2 separate regions of the Mus musculus genome follow, and region 1 is linked to region 2. The links are chromatin contacts, called in public Hi-C maps. All regions are on one chromosome and are shown on one strand. Each heading gives the region's core, a stretch centred on a gene start, on an enhancer-like site or on the middle of the called end of the contact. The rest is flanking DNA. Distances are from core to core; before and after follow the strand shown. Region 1 overlaps Mbtps2 (membrane-bound transcription factor peptidase, site 2). Region 2 overlaps Phex (phosphate regulating endopeptidase homolog, X-linked).

The links. A called contact is a pair of places that touch in the nucleus more often than the background predicts.
Region 1: a Hi-C map of cerebellum shows a contact between it and region 2, with 2.2 times the contacts expected there. The contact joins two enhancer-like sites. A contact is called at or near these places in 1 of 484 Hi-C or Micro-C datasets (cerebellum) and 1 of 9 other capture datasets (pancreatic islet).

What each region holds. Positions count from the first base shown.
Region 1 is chrX:157,585,817-157,588,516 of GRCm38.p6, reverse strand. All of the region lies in intron 3 of Mbtps2 (membrane-bound transcription factor peptidase, site 2), which reads left to right. Among named protein-coding and RNA genes, the nearest start is that of Mbtps2, 12 kb to the left of the region's middle. Within about 2 kb of position 1,271, at least 15 of the 459 cell types and tissues checked have an H3K27ac peak or open chromatin away from gene starts, as enhancers often do. A contact at or near this core is called in cerebellum, where this site is marked.
Region 2 is chrX:157,309,214-157,311,913 of GRCm38.p6, reverse strand. Phex (phosphate regulating endopeptidase homolog, X-linked) reads left to right here. Exons shown (of 22, transcript NM_011077.2): 12 at 944-1,045. Among named protein-coding and RNA genes, the nearest start is that of Gm25795, 11 kb to the right of the region's middle. Within about 2 kb of position 1,418, at least 2 of the 459 cell types and tissues checked have an H3K27ac peak or open chromatin away from gene starts, as enhancers often do. A contact at or near this core is called in cerebellum, where this site is marked.

The DNA of each region.
Region 1 (2,700 bases), core at 22-2,521, 280 kb before region 2:
CTGAGAATGGAATCTGGGCCCATGAGCTGGATCTGGCCTTTCAGGCGGGGGAGCTCCCGCTCGGAAGGGGGCTGGGAAGGCCTCAGATCCCAATGAAAAGAGGCAGTCCATGGTTTTAAGGCATTTATTGTCAAGGCAGAAAGTAGATGAGTAAAACCATACCCCACTTCTCAGGGAGGGCCTGAGATTTAAAACCTTTTCCAGGGAGGAATGTCTGAGAAGAAAAGCTTATTGGCTAAGCCCTCTAGGTACCTCATTAGAATGTTAATCTCCCGTAGGAGGAACAACAATAAGAACCAACTAGTACCCACAGAGTTCCCAGGGACTAAACCATCAACTAAAGGGTACACATGGAGGGACCCATAGCTCCAGCCATATATGTAGCAGAGGATGGCCTTGTGGGACATCAATGAGAGGAGAGGCCCTTAGTCTTGTGAAGGGGAATGCCAGGATAGGGAAGGGGGAGTGGGTGGCTTAGTGAGCGGGGGGGGGGGGGGGGGGGGGGATGGGATAGGGGGAGTTTCTGGGTGGGGGGGGGGATGAGGAAAGGGGATAAGATTTGCAATGTAAATAAAGAAAACATCTAATTTTTTTAAAAAAAAGGATGGTAATCTCTGTCTTGAGCCTAAGGACTACAGGTCACTTCCTTTCCTACCTGTGGGGGGCTTAGGGCATTGCCCTTACATGTCTGATGGCCACAAATTTATAGGGGGCTGTGGCTAGTGACAGGGGCCTGGTGCTCAGGAGCAGGCAAAGCTTCTACCATCCCTTCAGGATCTCCGTGGCTTCTAGCCTGAGCTCCGCTGAGGACCAGGCCCACTCAGGATCCAATGCTCCACAGGTAGGCATATTATAAGAGAACAGTATGACAAGTAGGAGACGGGAGATATTGGTAGTATCTAGGCCATGAAAGACGCCTCTAGAAAGTTTCTGTTTTACCTATGGATTAGAATTCTATGCAAAATGAGCCAAAGTTAGATCAAAGATAGGGAGATCATTTAAGAGTACAGATGCAATGATTCATGTTAGAAGTAATAAGGATCTAAACTAAATTTGTGGCAGAGAATGGAGGCTCCTGAGAAGCTACCCTCATAGAAGATTGTCTATGCCCATGCACATAGTGGCAGTACTAAGAGGATTCCATGGGTTAACAAAAGAGCAGGTGGACTGGGGAGGGAAAAATGGTAGTGGGATACGGGAGGTGTTGGCAGATCTAGAAAGGGCAGATTTGATCTAAACACAGTATCTGTTAGCAATCTGTCTAAATACCACCCCACAGTTACCTGGCAACAGCTAGGTATGCTCCACCCCACAGTTACCTGGCAACAGAACATAACGGCCCCTCTCTATCTTTTTATAAACACATCATATGGTGTCATGCCTCAGATTGTATTATCTTTACGGATGAAATCCTCAGTCTCCAAAGTGGGGGAGAAGAGAATGAGGCGGATGGTTTTCCATTATGATTCCCAGACAGTGATTAATTTAATGAGAAGCTGCAGGGTGCACGGACAGTTAAAGGGTGACTCTTGGTTCTACAAGTAGTTCGTTTTCAAGAAAGAAGATAAGAGCCCATTTCAAGACAATCTGATCATTAGCCTGTCTGCCTGCTCCAGTTCTAACTGCAAATTATTCTTCTCTTTACTTCTCAGTTTATTCACTATTCATAAAAATACTAAGTGACCTGTGCCTTGGAACTGTTAAAAGGCCACAAGTCTACCATTAATATTTGAGTATAAATTTAAGAATGCCTTGGCTCTTGTCTTTGATATAAATCCTCAGAGCTTAAGGAACATACTTCTGATTTACTCTTAATTTCCTGCAGCCTTATTCCATATTAATTCTTACAACCTTGGCACTGTGTGTGGTTGAAAGAGTATTCTGCATTCAGTGTTCTGGTACATCTAATACTTTGAGATCATGTCAGAGACAGATGGTCATCTTGTACTGTTGCCAGCCAATAAGACCTGCCATCTGTGGCAATAGTCAGTCACAAACTCAGACTTTTAACTTTTTTTTCTTCTTTATTGTATATCCAGAAGACAATGTAGAGAAAGAACAAAGAGCTGGTTGCATAAAATTGAGTTATTTGAAATAAAAGTGAGCTGTGCTTTGCTGCAAGTTGTTGTGCACTAGATAGCATGTATGAGAGCTAGTTTTTTTTTAATTCACTTTACATCCCTGTCCTTGCTCCTAGCCCCCCTGAGTCCCTACCCCCCCACCAGCCCCTACCCCTCTCCCAACCCCCCTTTTCCTCTGAGAGAGTGGAGACCCTCCTGGGTATCTCCCCACCCTGGCACATGAAGATGAGAGCTATGCTTAAGGGAATCCATTTAAAGAGGCATCAGAAAAAGAAAAACAAAACTGAACAGGTATTTTATCCAGCATGGGAAAGAAGAAATGGGACACTGATATCTGTGGAAGAAAAAAACATTGCTCAGTAAGGCCTGAATAAAGAGAATCCAGATAACAAGATATCACAGACATTTAAAATGTTCATTATGAAAATGAGTTTCATAATCAGAGAATGGACACTCAGAATCATTGGAATGTAGATGAGAACTGAGCCATATTCTGTGAATCTCTCTTTGATTTCGAGGCTTAAAAAGTGAAAGTCATCTCCTGTGGAGTCCAAATCCATAGTCTGATTGAGACAGTGTGAAGCTTTAGTTTGCAAAAAGGAAGTGTAGGAAATTCACA
Region 2 (2,700 bases), core at 169-2,668:
CTGAGGTGTGCATCCAAACACAGCAGGGTTTCCTCGTGCCCTTGCAGCAACGGCTCTCTTTCCCCAGTCTCCTCATCCCTGTTATGGCCCAGCAGAGGTTGTCAGCAAAGAAAATATATTCTTAACATGGATGTGATCTCATTCTTTAATGTCTGGGGAAAGGCCTTTCAGAAAACTTCTATTCTACAGATGCTGCCTGTACCCAGCATTCTAGATCTGAATAAGACATTGCTGGGCTGCAAGGGAGGAGAGAGAGCAGTAGGAAGGGAATAGATGATAACTAAGCATTTGGTTTCACTACTGGCCCTGAATTTAGAGAGATTTGGGGGTCTTCACATAAATCTGATTCATGTTGGCATGATGTCCTTTGAGGTGCTGTATATCCCAGCATGATTCTCTTTTTAAACAACACTTCTTTCAACTGTTGCTCGCTTTTTTTGGCAATGTCTATCTGAAAAATCACAGACTGTGCTTTTGCCTGGCACTCTCTGGTTCTGATAAACTCTGTCTCTGTCTCTGTCTGTCTCTGTCTCTGTCTCTCTGTCTCTCTGTCTCTCTGTCTCTCTGTCTCTCTGTCTCTCTCTCTCTCTCTCTCTCTCTCTCTCTCTCTCTCTCTGTGTGTGTGTGTGTGTGCAAGTGTGGTGTGTTGGAACTAGGGATAGAACCCAGGGCCTTGCACTTGTTAGGCATACACTTTTTCATTGAGCTACACTCCTCAGCTCTTATTAAATTATGGAACTTGTACTGTCACCACCTTGCATCATCTGTTTACAGAGCCCCCCCCCTCCCAAAATAATGTCAGAGCATGAAATTGAACTGAAAGAAACACTGCCCCCCCCCATTTTGAACCTTGAAGTAATTTTCTTGTAACCTGATTCAGGTCAAGGAAACCTGGGCTGAAGTTTCTGGCTTTGACGCTGCTTCTTTGGGTATTTTCTAATAGATGGAAGAATTGATTGAGGGTGTTCGCTGGGCCTTCATTGACATGCTGGAGAAAGAAAATGAATGGATGGATGCAGGGACAAAAAGGAAAGCTCAAGAAAAGGTAGGACTTCTTTGGATGGAAGAAAAAAAAACCCACTGTTTAATGGATTTTCATGCTCGATGTTGACTGTACAGTTTATTTATTTATTTTTATTGACTGAGCTGTTGTTTCCAAATGACCCCAGAGGTAGGTGTGTGCTTTTGGATGAACACATAGATTTCATCACCAGGAGGTAACAGAAAATAAGATCTGACTTATTCTTTCCCTAACTGCATTTTCAAATGCCATGTAATTCAGCCTTTGTTTTACTCCTAATTGCAGCCTGTAAAAGCCACATGGCTTTCTGCCTAGTGAATTTTGCTATAAACCATCATTGGATATGGCAGAATGTCGAGCAGTGGGGAGCCACGGGAAGCAGCTGGCAGAAGGGCCCTCAAGTTGCAAAGGAAAAAAAAACCCATATTGTCCATGTGTCTTCTCCATTTGTGCATGATGTGTGCAAATGTCCTGAGGCAAATATTTTCCTGTAGTAAAGCACACATCTACTTCCTAAGCCAGCGTGTTCCACAAATGGCCCAAAGGGCATGCTTATAAGGTATGCATGAGTGATAGACCATGGCAGGTACTATAGACACTTGGTAAAAATTCTCTGATGGTATGCAGCAAAATACAGGAATAAACAGGGCAATTCTGCATAGCTATATCGTCTACAAATAAATGAGGGGGTCCACCTTGAGTTGGAGATATTCTTCTGGAGCTGAAACTCAAATGGGCAGGGCCAGAGCATGCCTTTACCATTTCGCCCGAGATTCTACTCTGTAACTGAGAGACTCTAAAATTAGGAACACTTCTTTGTAGACAAAGTTTTGAAATCTTTCTGATGATAGCAGTCATCAATGGGACATGGACATGCAAGAGCATGCTGGGCACCTTACTGGCAAAGACTACTTTAAATCAGAAGTCTATATACTTGTGATTTTAGCCATACACATCTCTGTCTCTCTCCCTCTCTTTTTAAATTCTAATACTTTATTTTGTATCCAAAAGCATGTTTTTAAACATCCCCTAGTGTAGGTATAACTCCCAGAGATGATTTTTTACATATTTCAGAGTTGACATTTTTAAAATAAGAAACCAAAGTAGAAATATCTGGAACATTTGAAATTTAGCACAAATTTAAAATCCAGAAATATTTCAGTAAAAGTGTATACTTCCATAATTTAAAAGACAATTTACTTGGTGATGGCTCTTTGAAAGGATGTTGATTTAATATAGTGTTTTTCTTCCTCAAGCTATAGTCATGCATATAGCTACATTGCTTTTCTTTTTTTCTGTGCACCATCTGTGTGATATATATATTTTTTTAATTTGGATATTTTATTCATTTACATTTCAAATGTTATCTCCTTTCCTGGTTTCCCCTTTGCAACCCCCCCTATTCCATCTCCCCTCCCCCTGCTTATATGAGAGTGTTTCCCCATCCACCCACCCCCTCCTTCCTCCCCCTCCTGGCATTCTCCTACACTGGGGCATCAAACCTTCACAGGACCAAGGGCCTCCCCTCCCATTGATGCCAGATAAGGCCGCTTCAGCTTCTTCAGTTCTTCCCCTAACTCCTCCATTGGGGTCCCTGTGCTCAATTCCATGGTTAGCTGCAAGCATCCATATCTGTATTAATTTTTTAAAAGATTTTGATTATTTAAATACATTTTATA